Linked DNA regions of Gossypium hirsutum: regions 2, 3 and 4 are each linked to region 1. A link is a contact called in public Hi-C data. All regions are on one chromosome and are shown on one strand. The core of a region is the stretch at or near the end of the contact, and the rest is flanking DNA. Distances in the headings are between cores, read along the strand shown. Region 1 has its middle 21 kb from the start of TRNAE-UUC. Region 2 holds the start of LOC107921005 (putative cyclin-B3-1). Region 3 holds the start of LOC107925926 (non-specific lipid transfer protein GPI-anchored 6). Region 4 holds the start of LOC107925667 (E3 ubiquitin-protein ligase BRE1-like 2).

Region 1 (5,441 bases), core at 340-2,839:
AAGTCCCATCGAACACGATCATAGGCTTTTTCTAAATCAACCTTGATCGCCATCCATCATTTTTTACTTTTGTGAATTTTCATTGAGCGGATGACTTTTTGCGCAATAATAATGTTGTCAGTGATATAACGACCCAACACAAAGCTGACTTGGTTAGAGGCCACAATATTTGACATAATTGGATTCAATCTATTCACAATCACCTTAGTCAAAATTTTATAAGGCATTGTGCAAAGGATAATAGGGCGATAATGATACAAATTCTCAAAATAGACTATTTTTGGGATAAGGACAATAAGTGTTTGATTCCAAAAACAGATCCAATACTCCTCCCTAAAAAAATCCCAAATCATGGAATAAACCGAGGAACCCACAACACCCCATTAAGTTTGATAGAATTGCGTATGGGATCCATTAACACCAGGTGCCTCCAAAGGGGCATATTGACCTTCAAATCTCATCATTAGTATCCGGGGACTTCAAAAGATCAAATTCATACTGCCCAATCTTTGGGAAAACCCCTCTCAACATCTCCTTCAACAAAATACAACTTATAAAAAAAGGAAATGGCAATAGATTTAATGATTTTATCGTCATAGCACCAATTAGCCCCATCTAATCAGAGAGTCTAAATTTGATTGTGACGGCGACGACTGGTAGAGTTCTATATGCAATAAAAGTTAATCCCTTCCACAAAAACATTCATTTAGTAAGGTTTGGGTTACCATAGCAAACTGTCACAATAAACTAGTAATAAAAAATTATAGATGAAATCTTTAGATGAACAAATTGTGTATGGTTGAACAAAACTTCAACAGATATAGAGTCCTTCCATAAAATCCAGATGTTGCCAACGAAAATTTTTGCTTCAATTCAGTGTGAAAACGGAAACCCAATTTTCAAAATCACACAATCTGCTTGCCGACCACTCAGTCGAGGTCCAAGCAACGCTACCAATGATGGACTAAAATCTCAGACATATTCAGCAAGAGTACGATGAAATCGAATATGACCCGTACCTTGACAATTCCAAATAGAGAACTTACAATTCATAGGAAAGATCCCAAATGTAAGTAAAAAGATACCCATACTTCAATTGACTAAAATTGAGTCAACATCGAGCGCCGACTCCTCATAAGTAGTACTTGAACTTCCTACCTCATTCGCCTTATGATCCGGTTTAGAATCAATTCCTTCCACAATACCACTCATTGCATCCTTGACTAGAATATCCTTACGAGACCCAATCGAAATTTAACCCCTTCCCCTTGAACTTCTCTTTTAGCTTCTCTCCATTTAATAATATTTTCATTTTCCTTGGACGAAAAAATGGTAGCATCCATCATGAATCCTTCACTTGCTCCATCTGGAACCTTCCCTTCATTCCCAATAATATTAGGGTGAGTGTTTTCCTCTACAGAAACAACACAATGACAAGATTGATCAAGAGATAAATATCTCGTCTAGCTTGGTGATGCAAAAGGTTGGGTTCAAAATCTCTTTCCCTTTCTCCAACAAGCCTAGAGTCCAGACCATTAAAGACCACAGTAGCACCCTTTGGACCCTAAATATCACCTTGGACTTTTAACCCAAAGCCCACTGATGTACTACTCTCACCAGGCCCTTTAAGATGTAATTTATGCATCTCTAACCCTGTACTTTACTTCTCTTTACCTAATGCCCGTTTGTTTCTTATTCATAGCTTTAAGCCCAGATTTTGACATCTCTTTCGATTTCCCAATAGAAGGCAAGTTTTGCCCAAACACAAAATTTCATGTTTTACTCCTATTTTTTTCCTAAAATATCTTCCGAAACATCCTCCTAAATTGTAGATAGCACATCAAAATTAAATTTCCCGGATTTGGTGCCTTGATTTTCGACGCCTGAAGAGTTACCTATTTTGGGGTAGTTTTCTTGTCCTACGCTTACCACCATCCAAGAGCCGTAACTCTCCTCCTCCACCCTATTTTTAATATTCACCACCAATAGTTTCTTTCTTTCAACAAATTCTACCTCATTGTTCCTCATACCAAGCGCAAGACATCTCTCCTTTAGATGACCATAGTGCCCACATTGAAAGCATAAGTAGGGAGGGACTCTTATTCAACCCTTTGAAGTTGGCCATCAATTCGGATATTAGAAATCAAAGAGAGCCCCAATTCAACATCGACAGCCATGTGAGCGAATTGAACTCTCGTCCCATTATCTGTATTATAATCAATACGAATAACATTCTTAATCACCTCCCCAATTGCGAGCCGAATACTTTTTTTTTTATACATCACACCAAGAAGATCCGGTAAGCGAATCCTAGCAACCATATTGAAGGGGTACTCTTGCATCGTGCTAAAGTTTAGAGTCCATGGTTGTACTATCAAAAACTGAAAAAAAATCACCCAGTGCCCAAATAAAACTTTTATATAATCTTCAATAGATCTAAATTTGGCCATTTTCAAGATCCATTAGTTGAAACGTCTGAGTTGGTTTCCACAAGATGAAAGTCTTGCTAAAAAGGGTGTTGAAACCAATGTCCTGGCCTAAAAGTTTAATGATCACAGTCTTTGACATGCTATCGCCCATAAGTTAATGCACCTGATTAGAAAAATTAATTGAAGGAATTCCTCCATTATTATTAGTAACATCACCCTTCATCAATTCAATATCCTTCTCAAGGCTCTCACCCAACAGTTTGCTCTCCCCATATTGGTTTAGGATTTTGTCTCAAAAGAACATTTTGTCCATCCCAGCTACTTCCATAATAACATTATCCTGGTCAAGAGGGTTTTCTTCCCATAGCCGAACTTTCTTCGTAGCCCTACCAACTTTTTGCCCCTCCTTGCGATCACCTTTTTTTTTAATTAATGTTTTTAATTATTAAACATATTATTTTCAAGTTTTTAATTAATAAACTTGCTTTTAAGTTTTTTAATTTATTTTTCATATAGATAGAATAATACCATGAAAATAATTTTTTATATATCATTATGTTAAATATATTTTATTTTTTAAAAGCATCAATTGATTTTTTAAATTTATTTTTCTTTATATATAATTTTTATATGTCAAATATTTATTATTTTTTGGTCATTGTAGGTATAGTAGATTCTAATATATAAAATCAATTTATTATTTCAAATATCATTATTTTTAGTAAATATAAATTTTATATGTGAAATATTTGTTTTTCTATCTATATAATGAGTGTGACAAGTTTTAGTATTATATATTTTTGTATGTGTATTTGAAATATTTCACATATAAAATGAATGATATTTAAAAGAAAATTTTGTTTTGAAATATTTTACATATAAAAATAATAATGATATTTGAAGTAATTATTTGATTTTATAATATTAGAATCTATCATACTCACAATGTATGTGGAAAAAATATTTCACATATAAAAATTATATTTACTAAAATTAATGATTTTTGAAGTAATTCATTGATTTTTATATTAGAATTTACCATACTCATAATGTACATGAAAAATAAATATTTAACATATAAAATTTATATAAAAAAATTAACTGATATTTTTAAAAAATAAAATATATTTAACAAAATTATATATATAAATTAAGGGAGGGATAATTATGTTTTCAAAACAAAAGCTCTTTTACACCCTCTTTTATCTTTTTGTACTATTAATATTTTAATGATCTAACTGTTGAATTTAGTATTTTATTCATATAGATCATGCATATAAAATTTGATGAAATTAAACTATTTGATTTATGTAAAAAATATTCAGTCGTTAAATATACATTAATATATTGAGTATTGTAGATTAATATGATAAAAATATCGGATTGATTCAATGATTTGATCATTAAAATATTAACCATACAAAGAGATTTGAAATGGTGTAAAACAGCTATAGTTTTACACGTTTTACTCCGGTGTAAATGGATTATTTCCCAAAAAATAATATTTTCATTACATAATTACATAATTATTGTTTTTTGTCTATATAAATAAAGAAGTATAGGACCCATGTTTGAACTTTGGAGATGACATTATTAGGAGGGGTAGCCACGAACTCCGAACATAGACCGTAAAACAAATACGAAGTATATATAAAAAAGAAATTATTAATTAAAAATAAAATAAAATAACTTAAACGACATGTTTGTTAATTAAAAATTTGAAAAAATCATGCTTATTAATTAAGAATTTTTTAAAAAATAAAATAAGAAACTTGAAACAACATATATTAGGAAAAAAACCAAATAATCAAAGAGGTTGAGTAGAAATATAGGCATTTAACCATCCAACCAAATCATCTATATTACAAATAAAAGCACTTTGGTATCCTAAAAAACGTATTTTATGGAATAAGCTTTTTGTTCGTTTATTTTTTAAATAAAGTAATATATGGTTTAATTCACTATTTTTTTTTATTTGTGGCTTTTACCACTAATTTTGCCTAAAAAAGAAATGAACAAATTAAACTAGAATAAAAAAAATAATGCAGATATTAAGGGATTTTTTCTTGCATTTCTCAATGATTTATATTACATATACAAGCCCAAACTAGGGCATAATGAAGGAAAATCCTCCACTAAGGAAAAAGGAAATAAAGGAGAGATCTAGCATATATATATATACCAAGATTCTCTTTGTTACAACATAGCAAAAATAAGAAAATCAAATCATAGAAAAAAAAAACCTTTAACTATCTCATTGAGAATTCCACAATTAAGAAAGAAAATTAAAGGGTAGAAATTGTCCAATTAAACCCTATAGCAACACTAGTGATTAGAAATATCAATGATTGGACAAATTCCCTACAAACCTCAAATTGATTTGCGACTAGAAACGTCAATTGTTGCACCACTTGGAAACTTGAACTCAAAAAATTTTAACCCTCCCATTCTTTATAAAGTTTTTATGCAGGATTATGTAATCTTCTTCCTATATGCTGTCCAATGAACTTCCTTTCCTAGTTTTACTTTGTCTTGAGGTGCCAATGTTTTCCCCATTTCTTATTTATTTTGAATTGACAGATAAAGGCAAGGTTAAGTGCGTAGCTCTTATGGTGATTAGCTTTCTATTTCACTTTCTTTTGACTCATGCTATGGTGGATGTATATTAGGCCCACTGGCTTTGCTTAAACTTTTTTTATTTGGCTTTGTATTGGAAATGATACAATTTCTTACTTTCAATCTAGGATTTTATACTAAGAGGAGGTCGAAAGTTTTCTCTATACAGGTAAACTCCTTTCCCATGCTTAGATGTCGCAATTTCTTCTTTCAAGTTTTAGCCGGTGGAAAATCCATGTCTTTGTTTTTCTATGTATGTTGCTTGGACTCATGTAAGAGTGCCAAGACGGTTATGGTTAGATTTTGTCTAAGATAGTAGATGTTTGTAGGTCATGTTCTCGCATCCATGTGTCGGAGTCAGAGCAACATAGCTTTCTACCCTCGCTACGTGGGATG
Region 2 (5,651 bases), core at 3,043-5,542, 500 kb before region 1:
TCAACCTAGGGTTTATATTTGGAAAAATACCCATAGGTGAAATTTGTGTATTTTGATGTTTTATGATAGAATATGGGGTTTTAAATTATGTTAGACAACTTGTGCTACTCGGTTTTTAGTGAAAACGAGTAAAAGGGCTTCATCGGCAAAAATACCTAATAGTCACAAGTATATGTTAGAGAGAGAATTTGATGTTGCCATAAAACAGAAAAGTGATCAGCATGTTATAAAACATAAGAATAAGGAATAAAGTTTAATTCCCGAGCCTAGGGGCAAAAGTGTAATTATGCAAAAGTTTAGGGGCAAAAGTGTAATTTTTTTAAAAGTTCGTATTAAATGCTGTTTTGATAAATGTATGTATTAAATAAGATTAATTTGGTATTATAGATCAAGAAAAACGAGATTCAAGTCGTGATCGAGGAAAAGAAAAGATTGTGGACTAAATTGCAAAATCTTTATATTTTGGTACCAAGGTAAGTTCATGTGTAAATAATGTAGCATAAATGTTATTTTTAAGTTATTAATGTTAATTACATGATACGCTGATTTTTAATCATGAAATATTATGCTTTGTGGTTAATGTTGAGTAATATGCAAATTATGTTTACTACTTGATAAATATGAATTGCTACCGAGTATCGGTTCCGATATTCCATGAAAGATGACAAATGTGAGATCGAGGGAAAAAGCCCGTTTGAACCTTAGGAATAGATTAGGATACAAGTGACATGTCACTAGGATGGTTGAGCATCCGAGCTCGTTGAGTTGAGTCCGAGTTCACTTATGGATGCAAATGTCCGAACTCGTTGAGTTGAGTCCGAGTTCGTGAGATGTAACTAGGCATCCGAACTCATTGAGTTGAGTCCGAGTTCATTTATGGATGCGAACGCCCGAGCTCGTTGAGTTGAGTCCGAGTTCACTTAGGGCGGGTTACTTGATTTCTTGATTACATATGTGGCACTTATGTGCAAATTATCCATGTATCCGAGTTATATTCCGATGTGTTCAACGGGTGAAATTTCTAGTTTAATGGAAGAGCACTTAAGATATAAGTGACGTTTTGGGTAAGTGTTGTGAAATGGACACTTTGGACAGGTATGTTCTTAACCCTCGGGTTGAAAATAGATACAACAACGATAAGGTGGTAAGATGATGAATGATGTTTAAAGATGTGATATATGTTTTGGTGGTACCATGCTAAAGTTGTTTGGTATATTTGTATTGTTATGTTACTTGTTATTTACATATGAACTTACTAAGCATTTATGCTTACTCCTTCCTTTTCATTCACTGTAGTTTTGAACAAGCCGGCTTAGGAATCGGGACAAGTCGAAAGTTCGATCACACTATCCAAAGGACTTTTATCTTGGTAAATGGCTTGTACAACTACTTAAGTATGGCATGTATAGCAATATACCTATTTTGTGTAAATAATTTTATGATATGGCCATGTTTGGTTGAGAAAATGTTTGATATTGATAAGTCATGGTGATGGCTAATTTAGATCATGTTTGATATCATGGAAGTTTAACAGGTTATCTAGTTCATAAAAATTCATGGAAAGATGAAACTTGCCTTAAAACAGAATATTGCTGCAGCAATGACATAAATTTGAAAAATCACTAAAAATAGTATAAATATAACTAAATGATGAGTAAGTTATGAAATTGAAGCTTAATGAGTCTATTTTCATATGGATTGAACAAAACAGGAATATAAATTATATTTTATGAGATATTTAAACTTTTGCGAAACAGGGCCAGAGTGATTTCTGGATCCCCTGTTCTGACTTTAAAAATTCATAATAAATTTTACTAAAATAATTAGAAGTTGTTATTTATATGTACAGATTCCTTATTGAGTCTAGTTTTAATGGAAACAAATCTCATAGTCGTTGAAATTTTGTATAGAGATATATCTGATTCGTAATACACAGAGGTCAGAGTAGTCGAACCCTAAAATAGGGGATACTTTAATTAATAAACTGTACTAATTGGCCCAATAAAAAATTCTAGAAAAAAATTAGTAAATAGATATATGAGTCTAGATTCAGGGAAAATTTACGGATCTTGATTTCGAGTTTCGTAACTCGAGATATGATTTTTCTTGTAACTGTGGCGCGAGTAGCTAGAAAGCTGTGAATGTAGAAACAAATGATTTGAAGTTCTTAAATTGATAAATTATGTTTGGTAACCCCTCAAGCTCGACTCCGGTGATGGTTTCGGGCGTGGGGGCGTTACATGATCTAATAGTGGTTCGATTTGTTTTCCTCTCGCACTTTGGTTTGAAGTTTCGTGTTGATTTTGAGAAATTCATGGCGATCTACTCCAACAAAAAAAGAGAGGAGGAAAAGGAGGAGGGGAGCACTTTGGTATTGTCGACGGGTGGAAAAAAACCACTGAACATGATGGATGTTAAAGCTCAACTAAAAATTTAGGCCCATTAACTAGGCCCGGGCCAAGCCCAGTCCAAAAAATGAGCCTAAAATTTTGCCCAAGCCTGACCCGAATAAAAATGCTAAAACTCGGGCCCGACCCAGTCCACTCGTATTAATTTTTATATAATTTGTAAATATATATAATACATCAACAATACTAAAAACATCAAAATAAATTTTTCTCAAAAAATTGAAAATATATTTTAAAAAATATGTAAACTTAAATAATTCTAAGATAAATGCAATTGAACAAGCAAATGCCTCTAAAATAATAACAAAATTAACAAATGCCTTTAAAATAATAACAAAATTAACAATAACATAAGTTTTATACAATATCCAAACAATAACAACAAAATAGTAGCAACGTAATAGTAAAATGGTAGCAAAATAATGAGAAAACAACAAGAAAATAACATTTAAAAACAAAAAAAAGAGCAAATTTTTTTCCTTTAGTTAATCGGGAAGCCAGGCCAAATATGCTTTACTTGAGGCCCGACCCATTTTTTAAATGAACCTTATTTTTTTTGTTTAAGCCCATTTTTCGGGCCTATATTTTAGCTCAAACCCTCCCACATTTCGAGCGGACATTCGGGCTATGCCAGATGGCCCGACCTATGATCAGGTCTAATGAAAGTGTATAACAACTAATGCTTTTAATTACTTTTAGCCATAAATGCAAAATCCTTAAATTTGATAATTAATGATCCAATTCTTTCTTCCATCCTCTCTATTGTTAAAATATAAATTTAAGATCAATACCCCACATTTAAAAAGAAAAATTCAATATTACACGTTCATTGATTAATGTGTTATTAGTTTTTTTTATGAAAGTAAAATAATGGATTTTTTTATAATTTTCTTATTTAATGATTATATATATTTATTTATTTATTTTTGGTATAAAAAGATTTGAAATAATGATTTTAAGTCCTTTTAACTCCCTTACTAAAGCGTCACATCTCGTCATACCATTGGTCAATACGCTATGTTTGATTAGGTATAAATTGATAAGTGAAATAAAACTTCAAGTGCAAAAAGTGAACATTTTAAAAACATAGATACTAAGTTAGAACAAACCCTAAAATAAAAAGGTTATTCATGTCATTTTCCCTTCTACAAAGGCATTCTTCTCAATCTAGGTGAGTTCTTAAATGTTCTTGGCATAATAGTAATAATAATATGATGGAAAGCTACAATGATGATGATCCATGAAGCGAAAAACAAAAATTACGCTATTGATTATCTTTTGCTTTTGAAATGAAGATTATAAATGAAAACACAAGTAGAAAAAAAACTAAAATTTACTTTATTTATCAAAAAGGTGAAAACAAAAAAGTAATCATACAATGGAAAAGTCCTGCAACTGAATAATGAGATTTTAAGAATTTTTTTTTAGAATTTTTAATATTTTTTGCATAATTAAAATTAATAATTTTATAATTTTTAAAAATAAATTATGAATTTTAAACTCTATTTAATTTTTTTTTTGCATTTATCATGAAAAGAATTATTAAAAGTACCAAATTGATGTTTTAGTTATAGATGAGTGACCCAAAAACAAAAGAAATTACTAATAATTGTGTGACTAAGGATATAGCTTACCTGAATATATTTGAGGAATAGTAGCTTACTGACCCAGGTTGATGCCTTTTAACAAATTAACAAAAGGTGGCTTAAATAACTAAATTTAAATAATTAAGTGACTAAATTATAACTTTTCATAATTAAGTAATTATGAGTATCATTTATTCAGAAGAAAAAGGTTGGCCCGGAAGCATTAAAAAATCCTCATTTGAACTTGAGCCCAGCCCGCCAGATCTTGTATAAACAGAATCACATCACATGGGCCTAAATGATCTCAAATTTTGAAACAATTTGAAAGACAAAAGAGAGGAAAGAGAGGCGGGATACACCACTTTTCAATTCAACATAAGCAAACGGTTAACTTTTCTTTCTTCCTCTCAGAAGAAAAACAAGTCAAGAAAGATCCATCAAAATGGCATCTCTCAAGCTCAAGGTATTTTTTCCCCTTCTTTTTCATTAAGAATAATGCTTCTTAATTCATAAGGAAAATTGTGCTGTTTCTCATTATCTTTTTAATAATTATTTTTCCCCTTTAAATTTGAGTTAGGGTTTCAGTTTTTATTTATTTATCAGTATATTCTCTCATTTTTTCCAGGGGAAAACAGGAGATCAACTTAGCTCCAGTCGTTGTAATTCTATCTATTCCTATTTTCTATATTCAGTAATTATATATATTCTTTTAGATTCGTTATATTCTTTTCTTATTTGTGTAAAAGGTTTGAAAATTTATTCCCAAAATGAAAATCCAAAAATTGAAGCATCTACCATGTAAGTTTGCTGCCCTTGCTTCGATTAGAGCATCGTCTGATTTTTTTTTAAATAAAGAATAATTTGATAGTTTGACGAACTGGTTTTCTTTTACATTTTCTTTTTTAGGACGAAACCAGTAGTAGGTAGCAAAGCAGCCGTTTTAACTACTGCAATCGATTCAAAGGTTATTACCTTTTTTTTATTGATTCTCATAATAAAGCATTATTTATTTATTTATATTCATGTTTAACTTCCAAATGTAATTTAAAGGGCTCTTTGAAGAACATGACCAAGATTAAAGGCAAGCGCGATAGTTCTGGTAAGCTTCAGCTGCATCTGCAACAAATTTGTCATAATCAGTATCTCCATTCTATGCCATTGAGAGCTTTTTTTTACAGTTCTTTATACGCTCACTTTTCAGAAAATAAAATAGTTCAAAGAAAGGCACTGTCAGATCTTAGCAACCTTACTTCTTTTGTTTCTTCCACGAAAGTTTATGATGGCTCTAAATCAATGTGAGTGCCACAGTTATAATGCTTTTGAATTGTTAGCTCTTTCTGGAAATGGCCTAACTAGTTGTCATTGCTGCCCTTTTTGTAACGCAGGAAGAATGAGAGAAGTGCCTTGTTGGAACGGTATGAAATCTAATTGTTGTCATTGTGTCTTATTTGGCTGTGGATATGATGCATTGCCAAGATTTGAGGACACAATAGACCCTTATCAATTTCGCCCATTGATTTTTTTTTTTGGGGGGGGGTTATGAATAAATTTATGGAAATTTTGTTCAGTGCCAATCTTTCTTCTTCTTTGTCTTTCTTCTTTATCTTTTTTTTTTTTTAAAGAAAAATTTCTAATTTTTAGTCTAGACATGTTTCAA
Region 3 (5,671 bases), core at 110-2,609, 260 kb after region 1:
ACCATGAATATCAACACATTAAATATAAGAATATATAATTGCAAAAAAAAAAAATCAAAGACAAACTAAAAAGGATTTTAAGATAAAAACATAACTGGATCCTGGTCCAAACTCTTAAATTATGGATATAACAAACATAGCCGCAGCTGTGTGTAAACTTCTATCATTCACACAACAGAGTTTTGGTGTATGTTGAAAACCCATAGTGAAAATCCGATAGCTATCTCTACTACTCCCACGCGCTTCTTTCCCATTCCTCCATCACTCTTCTCTGCAGCACTGCTTGTGGAGTTACCTACGTACATAGATATATTTATCTGTATCACTGTGTTGAACATGAATATGTGTCCTATATGGTTTTTTCTAAGTTTTTTTTAATATATATATTTGGAGATGTTCGGAAATCATAAAAAATGAGAATGAGATGGTATGTGGTAATAGTAAAGAGAGATGAGGTATAAGTTACCACTCGCAGGTGGGGATGTGGAATGCTTCTCTGTCAGCTTTTGATATCCTTGGAATAACTTAGCTTCCTGGGAGTTGGGTGCCAAGTGCAGAAGGGCTGAAATCAAGCAAAAAAAAAAAAGAAAAAGAAAACAGAAAATGAGGGAGAAAGCAAAGGTTATGAAATGGAATAGCATAGAGTGGAAGAGGTTTTAGTTACAGATGCATTCCGTAATGTTAACAGTGTCATGACAAGTGTGAGGGAGGGTTGCAGCAAGACTAGCATTGATGTTGAGGCCAAGACTGGGGTCATCTCTATCTTTAATCAACACACACAGGCATTTCTTGCTCTTAACCAACACTTGTTTCAGCCCACCGCAACAATCCAGGGTGGGGGCTTTGGCCTGTCCACCAACGTATGGAAGACATGGAGCAAGCCCGACTAGCTGATCAGTGCATTCCGCTTTGTCTTGGTTCACATCACTGGATGCCAAACCCAGCAGCATGAGAAGCAGGGTGAAAGAGAGTGTGAAAGCCTCATGCTTGGACTCCTTCATTGTTTTCAGTGGTAAGTAAGGCAAAGGGAAAGTAGAAGAAAAAGAAAGGAATTGAAACTAAACACATTTCCATTATCCAGGGGCTATATAGTGAGAGAATGAGAGTTGTGAAAAGGAGAGAGAGACAAGTGGTTGGTGGCGATGGAGTTTGAAATTATTATGGTATAAATAATTAATTAAGTTATTCCACAAGGGTCTTCATCTTCAACTGTGATCATTATTTGTTTTAATTGAGCAAAGCCTTACCTGTTATATACGCACTCTCTTCCAAATAAGCTATTGTCCTCATCACAAAAACAATTATGAGGTATCATGCCAGGTTGAACAAAGAAATCCAGAAAATTGAAAATTTGATTTAAATCTATGTATTCTGTCCAGTTTGGTTTTGGATTGAGGTTGTCACCCACATCATACATTCGGGTTTAAATTCAATTTTTTCATATAAAACTCGTTGTATTCAAATCAAACCAAAAATATATATGTTTAAAAGAATAGTTGTAATAGAATATAGAATATTATTATTATTATTATTATTATTATTAAAACTAGATACGATCGTTAAAGTTATGAAAACATTTCATAAAAAAGTTATAAAAGTATAGTTTTATATTAGAGTAAGTAGATCATTTCTTAAATATAATAATTAGTATAATTTTAATTTTAGAAAAATAGTTTATTAAACTTTATAATATTTTATTTATAAAAGAAACAATTATTCAAAGGTTGTCAATTATATATATTTAATAGGTATGAATTTATTCCATTATATGGAAGATTACAATTACTCGGTTATAAAATTGGCATAATGATTTATTTAGTCTTCTAACTTTATAAAAAAATCATTTTAGCCATTCATTGTTTACCTCTTTTAGCTATTAAACTTGTATTTTTGTCAAATCACCCCAAAATGAATGGAAAAATTAAACTTTCTTAACTTTCTTGACATGACATCTATGTGTATTCCATGTTAGCAACTAATTAATTTTAAAAAAATTTAAAAAATTTAAAAAATATTTTTATGATTTTTATACTTTTTAACAATTTTAATACTTTTTAATATTTTTAATTTTGTAATTTTTTAAAAAAAATAATTAATTGCTAACGTGGCATCCATGTGTATGCAACATTAGCAAAGTTAACAAACGTTTACTTTTCCATCTATTTTAGGGTGATTTGACAAACAACATAAGTTTAAGGGCTGAAAGAGGTAAAAAAGTAAATGAAGGGTGATTTGACAAACAACATAAGTTTAAGGGCTGAAAGAGGTAAAAAAGTAAATGAAGGGTTAAAATGACTTTTTTGCAAAGTTGAAGGGTCAAATAAGTCATTAAGTGTAAATAATTAAAGCTAGAAACCAATTAAACCAATTAAAAAAATGATACAGCAAACATTAGGTATATGAATAATTTACGTATTAGCTTTCCTTTTAATAGCTTTGAATGATTTATCAACCTAATAATTTAACTTAAAATGATTTTATAAATAGTCTTGTGGAGGATTATGATATTAATTTAATTATTTAGTTCATTTTATTAGTGTATAAATGAATCTAGAGCATGTACTATTATTGTTCTGAAAAAATTAAGAATTGCAATATTAAATTTTTGGGGCCCAAAACAAGATTTGAACTTAGGGTTTAAGATCATTAATGAAACAATATGCATTATAATAATATAGTTGTATAGGGTTACATATCGTTACTAATCTACCTTAATTATATAATGCTAATTGTATAATATAATTGTTGATACATAGTATCAATTGAAGTAGAGAAGGAGGAGAGGGGGCGGTGTTAAAGAAGGCCGATTCATCCGTTCTAGGGCCAAGAGCCAGAAAGTAGTCCCCTTACTGTGTTGATCCCTGAGGTATTTATAATGTCACATCTCAAAAATCGAGTTAGTAGAAATTGGGTTAGTAAGCCTAGAATGGTCACTCTTTGTTTTTAAATAATTGTAGTAAGAGTTATATCAAGTGATTAATTTGTTCTAGTGGATAAGAGTTTTGTGTCTGTGCTTAAGGTCTTGTTTGTTCAAATCATTTCCCTTGATTTTTAATTATTTTTGTTCCAACCCCTTAATTTGAATATCTAGCTTATCTATTATTTTCTCTCATATATTAATAAGATTGAGTTTTTTGGTTTAGTGGTAAGGCCTTAGCTTAACTAAAGGTCTTGTGCTTGAATCCTGTGCGTGCAAAGCAAAATTATTTTTGCTATTCCCTTGTGCTGCCCATGTGTTTGAAAGTGGGTTGAATTTGGATTCTGGGAAATCTGATAAGGATAACTAACAAATTTAGTGGTTGGTTTTAAAAATAATAATATATTCTTTTTGGAGAATTTTTCTCTCCAAAACACTCCCTCTCCCCCTCTCTCATCTTTTGTCATCCTAAGTTTGTTCCTCTTTCCATCTCATGTTTGTTTTTCCCTCTTTTTAATTCTTTTCTTTTGTTATAGTAAAGCAATGGTTGTGTTGATTTCCTTTGTTTTCTTAAAGATTACTTTTTAGTTTTCATTCCTTGCCTTCTTGATTCTCATTATCATCTTGTTCTGTGGTGTTGATTGGTAACACTTCATTGTGGTGTGGTCGAGCGTACTTTAGATGTCGCATCCCTAAAACTAGGTTAGTAGAAATTGGGTTAGTGAATCGAGAGAGAGGTCATGTCTTGTTTAAAAATAAATGTTGAGAAATTGCATTAAGTGAATTAATCTGGTTCAGTGGTTTAGTGTTGTGTTGGTGTGTGTGAGGTCTGGTGTTCAAACTTATTCCTTTGAAAATTCTGTATTATTCTTATTCCTTGTTCTAGCTCTTTCTGTGTAACTCATAATCTATTCTTGTTAGTTTGTTGGCAAAAATGAGCCTACTCATTTAGTGGTAAGGTTTTAACTTACCCTTCGGTCCCTAGTTCAAATCCTATTGTTGCCAAAGTTGAATTAATTTTAGTTCTTGCTAGTTGTGCTGTCTAAGTGGAGGAGTCTGGGTTGAATATGAATTCCTAGCTACTTTATAGGATAATAATTTGGTTAGATTTTATTTTTTTCTTAAATAATATCTCTTAAAACCTCTCTGCTAACCTGTCGTCCCACTTTTTCCATTTTTCCTTTTTTCTTTTTTAGCCATTTTTCTTTTGTTCCAATAAATTTCCTCTGTAGTTCTTTCTCCATTTTCCCTCATTTTTGCTCTTTTATTTTGGTTCATATTTGCAAGTTCAATCGTTGTTCCTCTTCTACTGATTCCCAGTTAATGGTTTTCCTGGTGAATCATTATTCTGGTGATGTGTTTTGAAAGAGAATTCATGATTTTGTTTTAGTGTAAGTTTTGTAAGTGTAATCTTTGATGGTCTCAGAGTTTAGGTTCAAAACTCGAGTTGTGATTTTAGTTCAAAATTTTGCATGAAAATTGATTTAAATAATTTGAATTTTTGATTAATTCTGATATTTAGGTTTATAGAGAATCCAAGACTCCGACGCTGATCTTGTAAATACTTCTACATTAACTATACTAGACAAACTAGTAAATTGTAGTGTTAGGATTATTCTACTCCAGCTAAAGACTATGGTAATTTTATAAAAGCTCCTATAAAACATTAGACTTAGGATCTAAAAATAACCTAAGTTAAACTTTAGACTTTTGAACTGCAAATAAGTAAAATGAGTACACGTGGAAATGGTACGCGATGGCGTAGTGGACATAAGCCGAGTCTTCTTCTCTGGGCAGCATGCGCAATCTGGAGACGTTTGTTGAGACACTTGTTTCTGAGGGCGGTAAATAGTAAGCTGGAGATGATGTTGTGTCCCAAGATATGTTCAGATATTTGCAAAGGAATGTGTAACACCCCTCACCCGTATTCAACGCCAGAATAGAGTTACGGAGCATTATCGAACTTATGATACTTTTAAACATACATATCATATACAATTATCAAGTCAAATACAACAAAATCATAATTAATCACAGTGTCCCTTAAACGAACCCAAGAGGCCTTAAACATGCATTAAGAATGGTTCAAGGCTAAACCGGATACTTAGGAAATTTTTCAACACTTAGTAATTTTTTTCCAAAACAGGGGACACATACCCGTGTAGTCAGGCCGTGTGTCTCACACGGCCACCAGACACGCCCGTGTCACAGGCCGTGTGGACATTCGAAATGGGAGCACATGACCGTGTCCCAGCCCGTGTCCTACCTCATGTCCAAACAAGTGAGGTTACTGACTTGGGTCACATGGCCAACCACACGCCCGTGTGTCTAGCCCGTGTGCCTTTCGAAGTGGCTACACACACTCGTATGCCAAGCCGTGTGCTGGGCCATGTGCAAATTAGGGGGTACACTGATGTGTACCACACAGCTGATCACACGCTTGTGTGTGAAATCGTGTGGAGCATACTGACTTCATTTTAATTTCAACACCATAGGACACACGCCATGCAACGTGACCGTGTGTCACACACAGCTGAGACAAACGCCCATGTCTCTACCCATGTGGACAAAAATAGGCTATTTACCAAGCCAATTTGCCACCCAATTTTGCATATACCTATACAACCAAAATGGTACCAATTCAAAGTCTAAATAAACATCCAATTCAACCACAATCAAGACTAATTCATACCATATAAAATATTAATATTCCAATACGTTTATAACTTCAAATCTTACTCTATTAAAACATAC
Region 4 (5,661 bases), core at 130-2,629, 380 kb after region 1:
AGGCAAATTCAATCGGGTGGCAGGGGACAGTATATCTCCACTCATCTTTAGGTATGCCTGATATTGAATTAGGTTATGCTCAGGGCTTAGCTTATCAACTCAACAAAATGTGCAAACTGGTGGATTTATGGTGCCCATGCATATAATCAGATGCCTAAAACTGATTCATGACAAGTCTAGGAATGGTTTGAATCAGATAAGAGACCAGAATATAACTAGAAGTTTAGGGAAATTTTCAATTTCTAAGATAGATCCAAATAGGCAACTCAAATAATTTGAGATGATGAAAAAGACATCACATTTCATTAATTTACAATATTTCCATTTGACATATACAGCATTGATGCAGCAAACCTACTCGGTTAGTGCAAACTACTTCAACTATTCACATTATCAGCTCAATTTAATAATAATTGGAGTTACATAACCCTAGCAGATAAATTAAGTGAAAAAAAGATTTTTTTTTTTTTAAAACCCTTAATTTTGGTGTGTCACCCTAAATCCGCAAATCTAAACAAACAAAAGCATATCAGTGATATACTGATTATGGGTAAATCGCTAAGAGAAAGAGCTTGTTTTCCTTTTTCCCCGTATAGACCCACAGGGGAAGGGGAATCGAGTTTCGCAGCAAACTACTTATCCACCACTAACAATAAATTAAATCAAAATTGATCCACAACAAGTAATAAATAAATTCCCCTTCTCTTCCTATACTGTCTCGACGGCAGAGAGAAAGCATTTGAAATTAAAATTTTCCATGAATAACCCAGAGACCATGAAGAAATGGAATACAACTGAGCATCCAAGAAGAAAACTAATAGCAGGAAAAATTTTAGATCAACTTTCCATTTTGTGAACAGTCGAAAGTAATGTCCCAAGATTCAATATTTCAGTTTTAACATTTGATTCTTCCGGGCGACAGGACAAAACAAAATGTATTCCAGAGCAATTTTGATTTGAGGAGAAATTATAGCTCAAAAAGAAAGCGAATAAAATCATGCAAACCCATTAATTTATCAAGAAATTAAAGAGGAAAACAATATATTTAAGAAAAAAAAGTGTGAGAGAGAGATTACAGATTTGGTGTGGTTGGGAGAAGTGGAGGAATTACGGGCCATGGCGGGAGAATCCAAGTGAGGCCTCTTCTTCTCTGGTTCTTCAGATTCAAAGCTTTCCATTTACTGCAGTTAGGATTGCGATTTACACCCCCTCCCCTCTCTTTTACACTTGATTACTCTTTCGCCACACCATCAAATCCCAATCATCATGCGTTCCCAAAACCCTAACTTACAAACTCTACTCGTTCCGAGAATGATAGATTCCAGTAATTTGCTTTCTACGGAGTCGTATATTGAGAAAAAAGCAGAAGAAAGATGCATCACCCGTTAAAACGGTGGCGTTTAACCTTATAGCTTTGTTGCTCTTCAACCAACCTTCGTCAAATAGTTGGTTGAACCAAATTAAACCGGCCGATCAGACCGATTGGATCAATAAGTGGTCGAAGTATTAGTTTGGAGAGATATTGATCGGTTGACGGGTGAGTTAATATGATCTAATTAAATTGGTTTAACCGGTTTCATTAGTTTTTTTCTATTTTTTTTTTTATAATTTTTTTAAAAAATTATTTAATAGAATTAGTGGGTTTAACGATTCAACCATGATTTTGTAAATTTTTTTTATAGTTTATATTAGGTTTAAATTAGTTTATTGTATTCGCAATTCAAATAATTATATTTATTTTTTAAAACTTTATTATAAAATTTGTAACATTTTAGAGGCGACATGAAGTATTTAATTTCATGATATGTAACCTTCTTTTGTAAATTAAAATTTATAATTTTGGTTCAAACTTAAACAATTTGATTAGATTAAAAAGGTAGGACTAGATAATTTCAAATGAAGTTAATAAATTAACGAGATAAATAAAGAATTTCAACTAAATTTAATAAATAATCTAGATAGAATAAAGAATTTTTAATAAATATAATAAATAATATTTATATATGATAAATATTGAAGTAAACCGTAAAATAATAGAAAATCTCTAATCTTTTATACTCTAAAAATATAAATATTTGTGCAATTTGAAATTCTAGGTTATCAGCGTCACCATCACCATCATCCCCTTTGTGATTTCATACGTAAGGTCTGTTTGGCAATGCTTTTGAAAAGTATTATGAAAAAGTGCTTTTGAAAATTTGAGTGTTTAATATTGTTGTCAAAAAGTGCTTTTGAGAAATAAAATGTCCATTTTAGACATGATATTATAAACTAACAAATATATTTAAATAATGTTCAAATTAGTTAATATTATGATATTTTACCAATATATAAAAAATAATTTATTATAACTTATTGTTAATATTTTAATATATAATATTAATTTTAAATATTTTTAAGTAATTTATTTTAATTATTTATTAAATTCAATTAGAATATATAAACTATATTTAAATATTTAAATATAATAATTAAATATTTGTAATTAGATAGTGACACAATTGTATTATTTTAAAAATGATTTTTTTAATTAATGTTTTTAACACATTTGTATTATTTTATTTTAAAATATACTTTGAATATATAACTCATATTAAATATTAACATAACATAGAAAACATAAACCTAGCAAATTAAAATATTACATATATTTGGATTAAAGTTTCAAAAAGGGATAATATTTATAAGAAAGGATTGTATGAAACAGTGACGCCACGTCATCTGTATCTCTTTCCAATAGTTTTATGCCACATCAGTATTCTTATACTGAATTTTAGGATTGTATCCTGAATTTCAGTATTTTAATTTGAATTTGATTTTTTTAGGATAAAATCTTGAAATTCAGGATAAGAGTACTGATGTGGCATAAAACTATTGGAAAGGGATACAGATGATGTGGCGTCACTGTTTCATACAATCCTTTCCCAATATTTATATACCAAATATAAATACTAAAAATTTTACAATAGCATTTACAATTTAAAGTGAATTCATTAAACTAGAAGCTATAGCATATCTTATTAATTTAATTTCAAGACCACTTGAATTGTTTGATTCACCATCATCATCACCATCATCATCGTCATCATTATCATCACTTTCTCGACCATGCGCATTTGCTAAATCAATAATATTCTCATACGCCCAGTTAATATCTTCGTATTCCATAAAATCTGTATTATTTTGACCGACATATTTTCGGATAAAATTGTGTATCGTCATTGTAGCAACAACGATAATCGTTTACTTTTCAAAACTATAACTTGGCATATCCCTTAAAATGGCCCATTTTTTTTCAAAACACCAACAGTTCGTTCAATCACACTACGTAATGATGAATGTGAATGATTGAATATCTCTTCTTTACCAGATATCGGTCTAACTCTACGAAAGTCAGGTAAATGATATCGCTGACCTCTATATGGTCCAAGATAACCTTTCATTTGAGGATATCCAGAATCAACAAGATAATATTTTCCTACATATCATAATATAACAAACAATTAATTCAATAATTTTTTTATAAAAATTATCAATTAAAGAACTTATACTTTATTCTTTTAAAAAGAAAGAAATAAATGAAATATCTAACCATTTGGTGGGTGGGAAAATTTATATTTTGGATCTCGAATTGCATCAAGAAATATTCTAGTGTCATGTGCCGATCCTTCCCATCCAACCATGACAAATGTGAAACACATATTAAAATCACACACTGCGATAACATTTTGAGTCGGGATACATTTTCTTCCAATATACAAAATTTGTTTATTTGGTGGAAGAATAGCGGCTATATGAGTACGATCAATTGCACCTATGCAATCCTGAACAAATAATCATATTAGTCTCGTGCATATTTTTAGTCGACCAAAAATATTAAAATATAATAATATAAAATTAAAATTTAACCTTCAAATGCGACATATATCTAGAATCATTACGTATTTGTTCGGTTATTGAGCTAAAAAAATGATCTTCGAGTGCAATTAGATCAGTGGCTATCCTTGAAACTTTCTCAAGCATAATTGCAAAGTATCGTGTTATTGTTGATCCAGACCTTTGAAATCTTTCTCGACATTGGGAAACTTTTACACCAGTGCCCAAGATGTATAAAAAAATTCCCAACATTTCACTAGAAGATATGTTTTTTGAAGTTTGCAAGTTGTATCTTGTCTCTAAAACTCTCAACAAACTTGCGAATACCATTTTAGACATCCTAAAATTAATCATACAATGTGATTCGTGACGATCAAGGATCTCTCAGATCCATGTCTCACCTGTCTGTTTTGAATCCATGCATGGTTGCTTCAATATATACTTCTCGTAATACAATTGCACAGAAGAAGATGCAACAACAAATAATCGGTTAAAACATTCCATGCGTTGTAAAATCTCTTTCTTTTCCCTTTCATCATCACTTTCATCACCGCTGGAATTCTCAACTATACTCATCACCTGTGAATAAATTTTATATCCAAAATCATATATAAACAACTATTGATAAAAAAAATTAGTATAAATAAGTAGAACATAAATTTAATATCCAAAAATCAAACATAATCAATTATTGATAAAACTAGTACCATAAATTCAATATCCAAAGACCAAACATAAACAACTATTAATAAACAAGATTACACATAAATAAGTAGAATATAAATTCAATATCCAAAAACCAAACATAAACAACCATTGATAAAACTAGATTACACATAAATAAGTAGAACATAAATTTAATATCCAATAACCAAACATAAATAACTATTGATAAAACTGGTTTAGCATTGTTGTTTAATAACATAATAGATATCTCTAAACTCTAGAAGATTAGAAAATTTTCAACTATCCTCCATTTCCGTCTTAAGCCACAAAGCTCTAATCTTGGGATTAATTGATAAAAACATAATTCGCTTGTCCTTATTGAGCAATAATTTAAGTGAGAAAAAGTATAGAGGACTAGCTTCTGGAACTTCTTCTGACATGCTATCAAGCACTTTGACTGCTTGTGGAATACCATATGGATCTATAACAAGAGTCAAACTATATGTGGCTTGACTCATATTGTCAGCTGCATTGCATAATTTTTCTATTTGACTAGACAATCTTGCAGCCCCTCCAATTTGCTTTGAGGATTTCTTTCTTCCAGTTTTAAAATGTGAACTTGATATCTTAGGGTTTTTTTCTTTTTTGACCGTTTCCATCAATTTGAACATCATTTGAAATGTGAACATCATTTCTCACATTTTCTTCTTCATTCTCTTCAGGTATTTCATTGTTTACATCCTCCAAAAAATCACTACGGAGTGTACCAGAAGAAGGTGCCCATGCTTTATCACCTGTTGCAACTATCCCCATGAACATTTGGTCCAACTTCCCTTCGAATTCAGGATCAATGCCCGATGTTCTAAATTTTGAGCTTCCGGCACAACCTATATATAAAATGATAGTTTAAAAATAGTAATTATCAATAACCTCATAAATAAGAAGGAAACAAAAATATTCAGAATTATTAATGTACCTTTAGCCTACTTTCCCACCAATCATCTGATGCATCAACGGTTCTTTTTATAGGATTCCACCCTAGACCAGTATCTTCACCTTTAAGTTTCTTCCAAGCTTTCTATTTTTTAGGGCATTCCACCTATTTTTAAGTTGTCTTTG

Evidence for each region. A called contact is a pair of places that touch in the nucleus more often than the background predicts.
Region 2: a contact with region 1 is called in a Hi-C map of leaf, with 5 times the contacts expected there. The contact joins the promoter of LOC107921005 here to the enhancer-like site in region 1. A contact is called at or near these places in 5 of 34 Hi-C or Micro-C datasets (callus and leaf).
Region 3: a contact with region 1 is called in a Hi-C map of leaf, with 2.0 times the contacts expected there. The contact joins the promoter of LOC107925926 here to the enhancer-like site in region 1. A contact is called at or near these places in 5 of 34 Hi-C or Micro-C datasets (callus and leaf).
Region 4: a Hi-C map of leaf shows a contact between it and region 1, with 6 times the contacts expected there. The contact joins the promoter of LOC107925667 here to the enhancer-like site in region 1. A contact is called at or near these places in 10 of 34 Hi-C or Micro-C datasets (callus, hypocotyl and leaf).

The regions. Positions count from the first base shown.
Region 1 is chrA08:20,656,394-20,661,834 of Gossypium_hirsutum_v2.1, reverse strand. It overlaps the pseudogene LOC107945580. Among protein-coding and RNA genes, the nearest start is that of TRNAE-UUC, 21 kb to the right of the region's middle. Within about 2 kb of position 1,589, at least 9 of the 9 cell types and tissues checked have an H3K27ac peak or open chromatin away from gene starts, as enhancers often do. A contact at or near this core is called in hypocotyl and leaf, where this site is marked.
Region 2 is chrA08:21,163,690-21,169,340 of Gossypium_hirsutum_v2.1, reverse strand. LOC107921005 (putative cyclin-B3-1) reads left to right here and starts at 4,292. Exons shown (of 23, transcript XM_041074595.1): 1 at 4,292-4,457; 2 at 4,620-4,653; 3 at 4,741-4,792; 4 at 4,901-4,958; 5 at 5,045-5,093; 6 at 5,196-5,289; 7 at 5,380-5,409. The coding sequence starts at 4,437.
Region 3 is chrA08:20,393,176-20,398,846 of Gossypium_hirsutum_v2.1, reverse strand. It overlaps LOC107925926 (non-specific lipid transfer protein GPI-anchored 6), which reads right to left and starts at 1,359. Exons shown (of 3, transcript XM_016856722.2): 1 at 665-1,359; 2 at 467-562; 3 at 1-295. The coding sequence starts at 1,001. The coding sequence ends at 168.
Region 4 is chrA08:20,279,352-20,285,012 of Gossypium_hirsutum_v2.1, reverse strand. LOC107925667 (E3 ubiquitin-protein ligase BRE1-like 2) reads right to left here and starts at 1,379. Exons shown (of 18, transcript XM_041074592.1): 1 at 1,077-1,379. The coding sequence starts at 1,178. It overlaps LOC107952902 (a long non-coding RNA gene), which reads right to left. Exons shown (of 4, transcript XR_005899618.1): 3 at 5,519-5,661; 4 at 4,744-5,429.